Regions from separate parts of the Mus musculus genome. Here regions 1 and 3 are each linked to region 2. A link is a contact called in public Hi-C and HiChIP or PLAC-seq data. All regions are on one chromosome and are shown on one strand. Each heading gives the region's core, a stretch centred on a gene start, on an enhancer-like site or on the middle of the called end of the contact. The rest is flanking DNA. Distances are from core to core; before and after follow the strand shown. Region 1 has its middle 24 kb from the start of Gm32485. Region 2 has its middle 7.9 kb from the start of Gm15418. Region 3 has its middle 26 kb from the start of Gm39129.

Region 1 (4,077 bases), core at 1,356-3,855, 390 kb before region 2:
GTTTTGGGGGGGGGGGAGTGAAGGGAGGGTAGCGCTGTGCATGTCAGGGTGAGCAGGGAGGGATCCCTCAGCAAACGGGATAGGAAAGCTTCAGCTGGCTCTTCTCCCTACCATGGAAGGAAACAGTGAGAAGACTGTACACAAACCACAAAATGATTCTCAGTGGACCCCACATCTGCTGGTGGCTCCCCAGCAGGCAGAACGAAGAGCGACATGTGCCTGCTAGCCTGTCAGGATTCTTCCTAACAGCAGGCCGAACTCATGAAGACAGCTCCTTTTGTAATATCACTTTCTATTTAGCATACCCTTTCCAAGCTTGTAAGAAACACTTTTTAAAAAATCTTTCTTTTAAAATGAACTTTTGCTTTCTAGTTCTCAGCTCATTTTTCTTTTGATACATGATGGCTTTTAATAAGTCTTTCCCTGTCCCCTTTCACTACATGAAAGCTTCTTTAAGTAGCCAGTTGGGGATGAGCCATAGTCCAGCTCATTCTAACTCAGTTATTGAACAGCCCAAGTTCCAAGATGCTACTCCTAGGGCACAATGTATCAGACAAGGGATGGGAACATAATACGTGTACCAAGGGGACACTCTTTGTCTATCAGTGGGTCACCAGTGTGAATGACCTCCTAGATCTGATCCTATTCTTTGCATGACACTCCATGAAGCTCTTTAAAAGAACATGCTCTTCAGGAGGACATGCAAATGATGCATGGGTTTGAGATGGATTTTCTGTGCATTCAACATGATTATCTAAGTGGTCTACAGCAATGAATTTTAAACACATTCTGTCTGCAGACATCAATAGATAAGTTTCAGTCTGGTGAGAACGGGGGGAGGCACAGTGAGAGGGAACATTATGGCCACCACACATGCCTCTCTTTCTGTCTGGACTCAGGGTGGAAGTCAACATGACAGTCACAGGGTTGCACAGGTAGCTCCGAGGGTAAAAGCACTCATTGAATAAGCTGGAGAAGCTGAGTTTGAATGCCCAGCACCAGCATAAAGGTAGGCATAGATTCATGTGTTACACCTCCAGCAATGGGAGGTAGAGATAAGAGGATCCTGGAAGTTCTCTGACTGCCCAGTTTCTGGTTCAGTGAGAGACTGTTTCAAGACACAAACGCAGAGAGAATGGAGGAAGACATCCAATGCTTTCCTCTGGCTCCACATGTATACATGCATACCTGCACACTCATGTGCATGTACCACACACACTCATATGCATGCACACTCACATGAATGTGTCACACACTCATATGCATGCACCATGCACACTCACATGCATGTACCACACACAATCACATGTATGCAACATGCACATATGCATGTACTATATACACTCACACACATGCACCACATGCACTCACATGCATGTACCATGTATACCTGCGTATAGCACATATACTCACATGCATGTACCACATACACTTACATGCATACACCATACACACTAACATGCATACACCACTCATATGTATGCACCATGCATACTCACATGTATGCATCACACACTCACATGCATGTACCATGCACACTCGCATGCATGTACCATGTATACATGTGTGTACCACACATACTCACATGCATGTACCACACACTCATATGCATGTACCAAATACACTTACATGCATATACCATACACACTAACATGCATATACCATACACACTAACATGCATATACCACACACATGCATGCACAATGCATACTCACATGCATGTACCATGCACATTCAAATACTCACTCATCCCAAAACAGAGGAAGAAACAAAAGAAGGAAAATGTGGCTGCCACAGACTGGCATCTTAAATCACAAATTTTCTTTTATTTTTTTCTTGTAAGTGTTTGTGCCTTCCTGAACTCTATACATCCAGCCTGTAAAGATGGATGCATCTAAAGAATATTGATGGTTTCCAGGGTGCACTCTGGGCAAGTGCTCCCTCTGTCCAGGCCATTGGACAGCAACCCTCACTCTACAGTGAGCAGACTGAAGCTGTTGCTCAGAGTTATTCTTTAAAGCCAGATGAGGATGGGGTAAGTGTGTGTGTGTGTGTGTGTGTGTGTGTGTGTGCGCGCGCGTGCGCGCGCTTCAGTCAGTAAAGTACATGCTATATAAGAATGAGGCCCTGAGCTCAGATTCCCAGTATCCATGTAAAAATGCTGCATACAATGAGCATACAGTCCATGCTTTGGGGAGGTAGAAACAGGAAGATCCCAAGATCAGCAAGTCAGCCTCATTAGTAAGGGAACTTAATTCAAAGATGAAGATGGAGAATAGTTGAGGAAGAAACCTGATATCAACCTCTGGCCTCCATACACGCACATATGCACACCTAAATGCACAAACATACACACACACATGTGCACGTACACACACATGCACACCTAAGTGCACACACACACACACACACACATACACACACCAGATGGGGAGTCAGGACCTAGACAGCAAAAAAAAATCTAACTGCACTCTTGCCCTGTGCATCACACACTCAAGTCTTTGCAGCAGGACTTCATCCTTTCAGACAAAATGGAACCTTCCTGAGCAGATCTCCCCGCTAATGGCGCTGACAGGCAGAGGCTGTCAGGCCACATTCCTACAGCTGTGGTGCATCGCTCCTTTCCAGAAACCTCACAATGCGCCTCATTTGTATTCTTCCTCTTTCTCAGGGAATGAAGTGGATTTCAATTTCTTTTCATTTATTTGAACTAAAGATTAGGTCTCTCGTTTGTTTTATTGCTTTCATTCTGAAGAGAAAGAGCGATGAATGCATCCATGAAATATTTCAGGGAAGAATAGAGCCGGGAATTCTCCATTAGCCCCATGCGGCCATTGTGTTTCCCCCTCTCAGCCGCAGGATTAAAGTTTGCTTCTATGGACATGAATGCTGCCATTTCCTTCTGAGAAATCACCCTTCTGTGTGTTTTTGTTCTGCTTTTTCAGTTCGGCTGACCTTGGATGCTGGGTGACTACACTTAGTAGAGTTACAAAATGCAAAATAAAAATAAAAAGACCATTCTGAAAGGGAAGTCTGGTTTTGGTGGCTGTTTTTTTTTTTTTTTTTTGAATATTCAAAACTATTCTGAGTCCTGTATGCATTGCAGACACATCCAACTCAGACCACTCTGAGTCTTACTGCTAAAAAAAAAAAAAAAAAATGTCCTTTGGGGAGCAGAGAGATGGCTCAGAGGATAAAGCCACTTGCCACCAAGCCTAATGACCTGAGTTTGCTCCCCAGAATTCACATGGTAGAAAGCACAAACTGACTCCTGCAGATTGTCTTCTGTCTGCCACCTGTGTGCCTTGGGGTGCAACAGCCCTTGGAATAAAATAAATAAATCTAATAAGATGTTTGAACAGCTCTTGAAATTCTATTTTCCTGTGTATTTATGTGTATATACTTACATACATATATACACACATACATGTGCACGTTCATGTTGGTGCACATGCATACAGGTGCAAATGCATATGTGTACAAATGGACATAGATGGTAGAGGTTGGCCATGAACAAATTTGGTGGAAATTCCTGACTCTTCCTGTGGGAACAGGCTGCTCAGAATGGCATGAATGTCTATTTGATGTTCTATTTTCATAGCCTTATGTGTCCCAGTATCTGTATTATTTTCATTCCTCTCAGCCCTTTTTGGAAGAATTTTAACAATGCACACAACTGAAAAAGAGTCAAAGATATCTTGAAACCAAAGATGTTTCCAGAAAATGTTCCCATGTTTAAAGTACAGTTCAAAATGGCTTGCTGTGGTCAGTGCTCAGTATCCCTTGAAGGAAGAAAGAAGACATTTTAACATGAGTTTCAAGTCACAATCTAAACTGAGACAAGTACCTTTTGGTAATTTTGGATCTACAACTTCTATCATGTCTAACATCTAAATGTCTCACTAAAATGGAATACCACCATCACCACTGTGTCTTCAGAGGCTCACATAGTATCATACTGAATGCAACAGTCACCACTGAGACTAGCTTGTTTCCCACATGTTGCCTCCAAACCACACAGCTAAGGTTACTATCAATTCCCTGAATGGCAAGACCAGGGAAGGAGCAGACCAGTAG
Region 2 (4,005 bases), core at 1,438-3,937:
GAGACAACTGATATGTAACTAACCAAATCAAATCACCTGGCCCCCACAGGCTAAACCAAGGAAGGCATGGTATAGATACACCTGGACACACCCAGACATGGTAGAATGGTCGAACAAATAGTCTTCCGCTGGAGCTGTCTGGATCTTGAAAGATTGTGTTGCCCGAGAAACTCAAAAGCAATTCATAAAATGCTCTGAGACCTGCAGCTAAGCAAGGAGCTACTTATGGGCCCCATCATCATAAGACAGCAACTCTGCTTTTAGGGAAATAAAGAACTGTTTACTGCGAGCCAAATATGAGTGACTATGCCCTCAGAACACAAATTCAGGTTACCCTGAATGACAGATCCACCATAGAAAAAGTGATAAAGAACTTTTAGAGCCACAAGGGAAAATGTCATGTCAATACATTGTCCATTTACATTGGTCGGAGCATCAGTTAGGTGTGTGGCAGTGGACTGGAAACGTATCTTTTGTCGGCTTCAGGAGCCCTTGGTGGCATTAGCTTCAGGACTGGTGGGAGCTAGAGGTCAGCTTACCTAAGGGGCACATTCCAAGGAGTTGATCAGCACTTCATGAGGATGTTAGGTAGGTGACTTGACATTAAAGAGAGCCCTGTGTGGTTTGGACTTGGCACCTGCAGCTTTCCATAGCTTATGGTCGTGACATTCCTGTTGGCCAAGGTCAATTCATCTCTGGATTCTATCACACACAGATGCACATTCCTCAGTTAACCCCTGGGCTCAGTCCTGTGAGCTCACCGCTGAGTTTTAGAAACGCCTTAAACACTTTACGTTTTAAAGTGGAAGTTGCAGGAGCCTAAGCTCAAAGGCTGGGTTAGCTGGTCTTTACTTTGTTCTTCTCCACAAAACATTCTCCAATGACCTGTGGGACATGAGGCCTCTGCTTTTCTGACAAAGGTCAAAGGAGCAAGAAAGGTGAAAGGAGATACTTAGTGCCCCTAAGTTCCTGGATATCGGGGCTTGGTGGGTTCTGTGTACATGCAGCCAGAGAGGATGTAAACTCTTGAAGCAGCATACCAGATCCTCAGCTCTCTGCAATGGGAGGACCACACACACACACACACACACACACACGAAGACATGACTATGCATGCTTGTGTTTCATCAGAATAAAACCAGAACATCCCTGGCTACTGTAGCCATAATTAACCTGCTAGAGTCCCCTCACTACAACAGTGATGGGAGGATAAAACTGAGTTTCCTTCACACTAAAGACTGCAGTGTTGGCCACCCATGCTATCACTGTGCGTATCTTCACAGTGCCCCACTATCCAACTTTACAAACCTAGGAAGTATAAAGACAGCTGTCTTCTCCAGATGTGTGCCCAGGTCCCATGTAAGCTGGACAAGCCTTGTTCTTGAACCTACAAGCAAAAGTTTGGGGTCATCGACGGATACATGATCATAGTCTCTCTCTCTCGGATCTAACCATGATCTAGAACAGTCCTCATGATCCAAAGAAATCCTTCAATAAAAATGATTTACCATGTCCCTGCAAACAAAGATGGCAGCTACTACCTCAGCCAGAATCACAGTCAGCCCCAAGTCTTCGCTGACTTCTTCTGCTTAGTCACTTTGACTACTTAGCACAGACATCATGTGTGTCAATTTCACACGAGCTGTTCCTATCACAGAGAAAGGAGCCTCCATGAGATCCAGCTGTAAGGCATTTTCTAAATTAGTGATCAAGGGGGAGAGGGCCCATTGTGGGAGGTTCAACCCCTGGGCTGGTAGTCTTGGGTTCTATAAGAAAGCAAGCTGAGCAAGCCAGGGGAAGCAAGCCAATAAGCAGCATTCCTCCATGGCTTCTGCCTCCATTCGTGCCTCCAGGTTCCTGGCCTGTGTGAGTTCCAGTCCTGACTTCCTTGGTGATGAACAGCAACATGGAAGTGTAAACTGAATAAACCCTTTCCTCCCCAACTTGCTTCTTGGCCATGATGTTTTATGCAGTAATAGAAACTCTGACTAAGATACATCACAACAAAAGTTATATGGGAGCGCTAATATTTGGTTTTCTTTCTTTCTGCTCTCCAGTTAACACCAGCAAGGCCTTTTAGGCTGGCAATGAGTGACATGCTCAGGCCAGTCATGGCTGGGACTCCTGTTCACATGCAGAGGTCAAAGCTAGACCAACAGTCTGGCTTTCATTTCCCATTTTTCCAGATAAGCTCCCACCGCCAACCACACTACCACCCAGGGAACAAGAGGCACTGCACACAGGAAGTAGCATTTCCTGTAGCTGGACAGCTCTTCAGCCTCTCTCTTGGAGGGAACCTAATTTTCCAGGACTCCCCGCCCAGATACAGTCTTCCCCAGAACACTGTGTCCATCCAGAGAGCCATATGACAACAGAAACCTAACAGGACACCCTTTTGTCTTGCAAGAAGACCGCAACATATTCATAGGTATCGCTCCAAGGAATGCAGTTATCTGATCAGTCTTGGTAGCCCTAAAACTGTGGGTGGATTCGTCAGGGCCAGAGTCTGTCTTTCTGAATCTTGGTCCATCAGTCAGAACACAGACAGCTCCCAACATCCTCCAGGAGCTGGGATGTACAGAATCAGCTTGGAACCAATGGTGGAGACCCTGAGCTGGGAGATGGGCCGGTGCAGGAAGTTTTTTAAACGAGTTCCTGCCCAGTAACAAAGTAACAGAGAGGAAGTCCAGCCCTGCTTATCTCAGAGTGAGGAAGAGAAGATGAGCAGAGGCCAGCAAGCACAACAGGAGAGTCCCAGTCTCGGAAATGCTCCCGTGGCCACTGACAAAGCACAGTGTCTCATCCTGAGCACCCAGGGACATCGCTTCACCTCTCAGCAGAAGCACCTTAGTGGACATGGTCACTTTTCATGCTTGTAGGAATTAAATGAGGTGAGATGCAGCAGGCACCTGACAGCTAGACCTGAGTGAGACCTCCCTTCCCTTACCAACATGGAGGTCCGAGTCACTCATAGCCTTACGAAGTACAGTCAGAAGAAATCCAAGCTGCTTACTGAAGCTAAGTGCAGTGGAATCCGGTCCAGCTCCCACGGAGAGTGGTGTGAGCATGCAATCCCCTACACTGTGAGAAGGGGCCATTCTGTGAGATGGCGACTCCTCAAGGTCGTTACAACAAGAAGGCTAAATGGCTGCCTTTCAGAGGATGAATAGCCACCAATTCCTTCTAGATAATCAGACCAGTGTGTCTCAGCTGCAAAGTACCATGGCTTCCAGTGTTCTGTTCTCCCTACCAGCAGACATTAGGATGGGAGCCCTCTCTCCCCTGACACCTGACCCATTCTTGCCGGAAGACACGGCCTCTTGTAAGGAAATGAACTTGCCAAGACATAGACTGACTTTCTGCAACAATGAACATGCATGTAAAGTGTGGGCTGGACTGTCCCCCCCCCCCCTCAGTTTCCACAGACAATGCAGCAGTCACAGCGTGCAGTCAGGGCCCACATGCCTGCCTTCCATCTTTCATATAGATGTGCCACCTTTGATTCAACCCCTGTTTAAATCAAAACCTCTTGACCTTTCGCTTAAATAAAAGGCAATTGCCGGGCTGTCCCATTATGAATAACAAATAGGACCATTATTTAAGAGGCTGCGCATTCTAAGGAGCTGGGAGGCCATTTTTAGGAAATCTATGGCAGAGGATAGTCTAATTATAACCTAGGCTTATGTCGTGCTCAACCCCAAGATGTCTCAAAGCCCACTGTGGTTTTCTAACCACCTTCCTCCAGAAAAGAAACCATCAACAAAGAAACACACCACCAGTCAGGTGCATTTCCTGCCAGACAAAAATCAGCTCAGGGACATTTGAAATCGCACTTCCTAACAGTAAAAGCAACCGTGCCTGTGTCTTTGGACCAAAGCACTGACACTGTAATAACCCTCTTGGTAAAATAAACCTGGCCTAACATGAACTATGACCAGAAATCTTATGGGAAAGACACCTTGGGTGGAGCTTCTGGCTAAGCAGTGTCCTGTGGTGATTGAATGG
Region 3 (4,241 bases), core at 205-2,704, 470 kb before region 2:
TCTCCCATTGATGCCCAACAAGTCTATTCTCTGCCTCATATACAGCTGGAGCCATGGGTCCCTCCATGTGTATTTTTTGGTTGGTGGTTTTGTCCCTGGGAGATCTGGGGTGTCAGGTTGGTTGATTTTGCTGTTCTTCCTGTGGAGTTGCAAATCCCTTCAGCTCCTTCATTCCTTTCTCCAACTCCTTCACTGTGGTCCCCAAACTCAGTCCAATGGTTGGCTGCCAACATTCACCTCTGTGTTTGTCAGGCTCTGGCAGAGCTTCTCGGGAGACAGCTATATCAGACTCCTGTCAGCAAGCACTTCTTGGCATCCACAATAGTGTCTGGGTTTGGTGACTGTATATGGGATGGATCCCCAGGTGGGGCAGTCTCTGGATGACCTGTCCTTCAGTGTCTAGGAGCCTGCATCTTACAAAACCAAACCCCACTGATTTTCAGGGTTTGTCTTCTTATCAGAACTATGGCCAATTGTCCTTCACCTTCGTCTGCTTTCAGCTGCATTTGTCTCATTTCTTTCACGACACTCTCTCCCTCTTAAGATTACCAAATACTGCCCATAATTCACTTACATTTCTTCCAACAGTCCTCCTCTCCCCACAAGGGCTCAGTAGGCAAAGCCAGTTTCGTCCCAGGATTGTCTAGTACTGACAGGGCACAGCCATTCTCTGATAAGTAAAGTTCTCCATACCCCTTACACCCAGAGGTTGGTGGTCACCTATTTAGATTTGACCCCTCTTGACCCACATTGAGCTTGGGATATCACACAATATGTGCAACGCCAAACTCTATAGAAACTGATTGAAGACTCGTATCCCTTTGGTTCTGTAAATAGTTGGCAGTCACTGACAAGAAATGATGTGGTATAACCGTCAGGTAATCTTGAGTACAGTGGCCTTTGCAGTCTGCTTAGGAATGCTAAAACCTACCCTAGACTAAAGTGGGAACATGAGCTCATAGAATGTGCTTTTCCTGATCTAGTGACATCATTGAATTAAAAAACGAATATATTTCCAGATGATTGCCTAACTAAAGGGAGTGTGGAGAAAGCTTCATTTCCTTCCCCGTTCTTCAGTTTCTACAAGCAAAAGAGAAACGAAGACTGTGAATTCCCTCTACATGGAGCAGATATTGATTGATTTCTATCAACAGAAGCTTTTGGGCACACATTTCTAAAGAGCTCAAGTCATTTGAACCAGCAAAGTGCATCCTCGGTGGGCTGACCTAAGTCAATCCTTAAAAAAAAAAATCATAGTTTTAATGACAAATCACTCAACCTTTAGAATAAATTGAGGCTCCCAGCTGGTAAGACAGTGCCTGACAGAGCTGAAGCTGTGGTGTGCAGAAGCTAAGGCGTTTACGGAGAAGAGCTCTGCAGCTGGGGTTCGTTTTGTTTTACCTTGGATCGTTGCTTTGTAGTTCCTCAAGTGAGAGTAGCAGAAGAGTGTTTCCTGCAGCCTAGCGCCTCTGGTGTGGAAGCCAGGGCTGCGTCTGTCTGTCTGGTTCTTGGGCTGTGAGTAGAAGAGGGGAGACAGTAGAATGAGAGAGACACACAAAGGGAGGGAAACCAGGCCGTTTACAATATTTATGCTGGTTATCTGACTTAATGATGTTTTAAAGTATTGGCTTTAGTAGAAAATACTATTAGTATTGATTTTATATGTTCTTTTTCTCTTGTTTTAAACGTGTCTACCAGAACACTGAAACTCCATAGGCCAGCCACTCGCCTTCCGTTTCTAGCATAGAGTGCTGCTCAAGGCAGAAACTTCCAGGAAGGACTTATTAAACCTTATGTTGTTCACAAATAACTCAATTTCTTCCTTAAAATGCACTAGCCTAGGATTTCATCCCATCAAATAGTAAACAACAAGGTTGATTTCTATCCGTATAAATAAGAAAAAGTAGAAAGGCAAAGAACCAAGTGGGCAAGGTTGAATTTCTGGGTATTAATTTTAATATGTGATTTTAAAAGCACACCACACAGACACCCCAGCTTTGAGCTTTGGGTAGAAGATTGATAGCAGACTAAAATTGATCCTTTGCCCATCAACATGACAGGCGCGATAATGGATAGATTACCCATATCAGCTAATCAGAATGCAGCCCCATGGCCACCACGGAGCAGATGTTTCCTTTTGTGTCATGTTGATAGAGAAATGGACAAGGGACATTTAAAATTCATTGTGGGGAGACTCTATATTATAATGAATCTCATTAATAGTGATTAAGTTTTTTTTTTACTCCCCCGCTACTGTGGTTAATACCCTCCCTTTTGTAGGTCAGAAGGGCTGAGGTAGTCAGCTTGCCAGCAGCTGGTATCACCGTTTTGTGTCTCAGAAGGTTTCTTATGCTTTAAAGCAACTTCTAAACTAAAAATGTTCATTTCCTTATAAACTGGCCAAATTCACATGACAGAGGTTTTAAATGACGAGTGCAAATGGAGAAATGTCCAGCTTTGCCAAGGTCTCTATGACTTTTAATTGCTATTGCAGGCAGGTGGCAGCTGACATAACCACCTTGTTTACTTGACTAGAAAATTCTTCTGGGGGCGGGAGCAAGCAGGGGCCAGAGTGAGTGGGGCCAGAGTGAGCAGGGCAGAGCGAGAGAGAGAAAAAGAAAGAAAGAAAGAAAGAAAGAAAGAAAGAAAGAAAGAAAGAAAGAAAGAAAGAAAGAAAGGAAGGAAGGAAGGAAGGAAGGAAGGAAGGAAGGGGAAGAAAGAAAGAGAGAGTGAGGGAGGGAGGGAGGGAGGGAGGGAGGAAGGAAGGAAGGAAGGAAGGAAGGAAGGAAGGAAGGAAGGAAGGGAGGAAAAGGAAGGAAGGAAGAAAGGGAGGGAGGGAGGGAGGAAGGAAGGAAGGAAGGAAGGAAGGAAGGAAGGAAGGGAGGAAGGAAGGAAGGAAAAGGAAGGAAGGAAGGAAGGAAGGAAGGAAGGAAGGAAGGAAGGGAGGGAGGGAGGGAGGGAGGGAGGAAGAAAGGAAGGAGGGAAGGAAGGAAGGGAGGGAGGGAGGGAGGGAGGGAGGGAGGAAGAAAGGAAGGAAGGAAGGAAGGAAGGAAGGAGAGAGGGAGGGAGGGAGAGAGAAAGGAAGGAAGGAAGGAAGGAAGGGGGGAAGGAAGGAAGGAAGGAAGGAAGGAAAAGAAAGAAAGGAAGAAAGAGGAAAGGAAGGAAGGGAGAGAGAGGGAGGGAGGGAGGGAGAAAGGAAGGAAGAAAGAAAAAGAAAAGAAAATTCTTCTGGAATTTATGGTGGAAAATCACGACCCCAGTCCAGGGACAAGGCCTGGATGTTCATTTGTGTTTATAGATAAGGTGATGGATTCTTGCAGGGTGTGGGGCGCAGAGCGTGGAATCTGATGGTTCTTTGCCTCTCTCTATTCACGGGTTTAGACTTTGTTCCTGTGATGCAGAGGTCTGGGACCTGCCAAGTGAAGCCCTGCCTCATGTGGGGACTCCTGCACTGGCACCCTGATCGGAACTGAGGAGAGCCCACTATTACAGCAGGGTTTCTGCTACATTAACCCGGGCAGCCCTGCCCTTCCCGAGCACCACAGCCTCTGTGACATCGAAATCACTCGCACAACTCTTGAATGTTAATGCCAACCTAATTATATATTTTGGCTTCCGCTTTGGCGATAGGCTGTACTTAAGTAAAATTTAGCACCATCTTAAGCATTCCTACAGCTGGATAATTACAAGGCATTTCAGTTTGGGGGGCAGGAAATTAATGATACGGAGATCAGGAGCTATTTAAAGACAGTTATCCTCTGCTCTTACGGACCCGCTCCTGGAATCAAACTAAACTCTGGGTGGAATCAAGCCCTAAGAGGGAGGCAGGCATGGTTAGGATCCATCTTGTAAGTCTGAGATAGCCATTTTCCCACGCCTCTTCTACCTGCAACCCTCTGGGTAAACTGAGCCACCTGAATTCTGAGGTAAGGCTGGTCAAGGGAGATTTGGGCAAGGTCAAAGCTGGGAAGATGTAAGTCACACATCTTCATAATCCTTGATTGGGGGAAAGAGATTATAAAACATTAAGGGCAGGAAAACACCTTGGAAATCATCCCATTTGGGGATTATTGAAACATTTTCTTACTACACACATATCCAATAGACTGACAGTCATGTACACATAGAAATCAAAGGCAGTTGGGCGGCCCTCTATCCCAGCTATGAAAATCCCCCAGATAGCGTACACAGCTCTTTCTTAAGAAGAGGAGCTAGCCTCTTAGGCTCATGGATGACACATG

What was found. A called contact is a pair of places that touch in the nucleus more often than the background predicts. HiChIP or PLAC-seq counts read pairs in DNA pulled down with a chosen protein or histone mark.
Region 1: a Hi-C map of bone marrow-derived macrophages shows a contact between it and region 2, with 21 read pairs. The contact joins two enhancer-like sites. A contact is called at or near these places in 2 of 39 promoter capture datasets (embryonic stem cells and liver), 1 of 15 datasets of contacts at CTCF or cohesin (the NIH/3T3 cell line), 10 of 484 Hi-C or Micro-C datasets (bone marrow-derived macrophages, cardiomyocytes, embryonic fibroblasts and 4 more), 4 of 115 datasets of contacts at active chromatin or transcription factors (bone marrow-derived macrophages, cardiomyocytes, embryonic stem cells and 1 more) and 1 of 9 other capture datasets (embryonic stem cells).
Region 3: a contact with region 2 is called in an H3K27ac HiChIP or PLAC-seq map of microglia, with 5 times the contacts expected there. The contact joins two enhancer-like sites. A contact is called at or near these places in 3 of 39 promoter capture datasets (the C10 cell line, hematopoietic stem and progenitor cells and liver), 1 of 15 datasets of contacts at CTCF or cohesin (large pre-B cells), 4 of 484 Hi-C or Micro-C datasets (the C2C12 cell line, bone marrow-derived macrophages and embryonic stem cells), 4 of 115 datasets of contacts at active chromatin or transcription factors (embryonic hindbrain, embryonic stem cells, microglia and 1 more) and 1 of 9 other capture datasets (embryonic stem cells).

The regions. Positions count from the first base shown.
Region 1 is chr8:10,791,851-10,795,927 of GRCm38.p6, forward strand. No RefSeq gene overlaps it. Among named protein-coding and RNA genes, the nearest start is that of Gm32485, 24 kb to the right of the region's middle. Within about 2 kb of position 2,606, at least 41 of the 459 cell types and tissues checked have an H3K27ac peak or open chromatin away from gene starts, as enhancers often do. A contact at or near this core is called in bone marrow-derived macrophages, where this site is marked.
Region 2 is chr8:11,177,869-11,181,873 of GRCm38.p6, forward strand. No RefSeq gene overlaps it. Among named protein-coding and RNA genes, the nearest start is that of Gm15418, 7.9 kb to the right of the region's middle. Within about 2 kb of position 2,688, at least 25 of the 459 cell types and tissues checked have an H3K27ac peak or open chromatin away from gene starts, as enhancers often do. A contact at or near this core is called in bone marrow-derived macrophages and microglia, where this site is marked.
Region 3 is chr8:10,710,242-10,714,482 of GRCm38.p6, forward strand. No RefSeq gene overlaps it. Among named protein-coding and RNA genes, the nearest start is that of Gm39129, 26 kb to the right of the region's middle. Within about 2 kb of position 1,455, at least 8 of the 459 cell types and tissues checked have an H3K27ac peak or open chromatin away from gene starts, as enhancers often do. A contact at or near this core is called in bone marrow-derived macrophages and microglia, where this site is marked.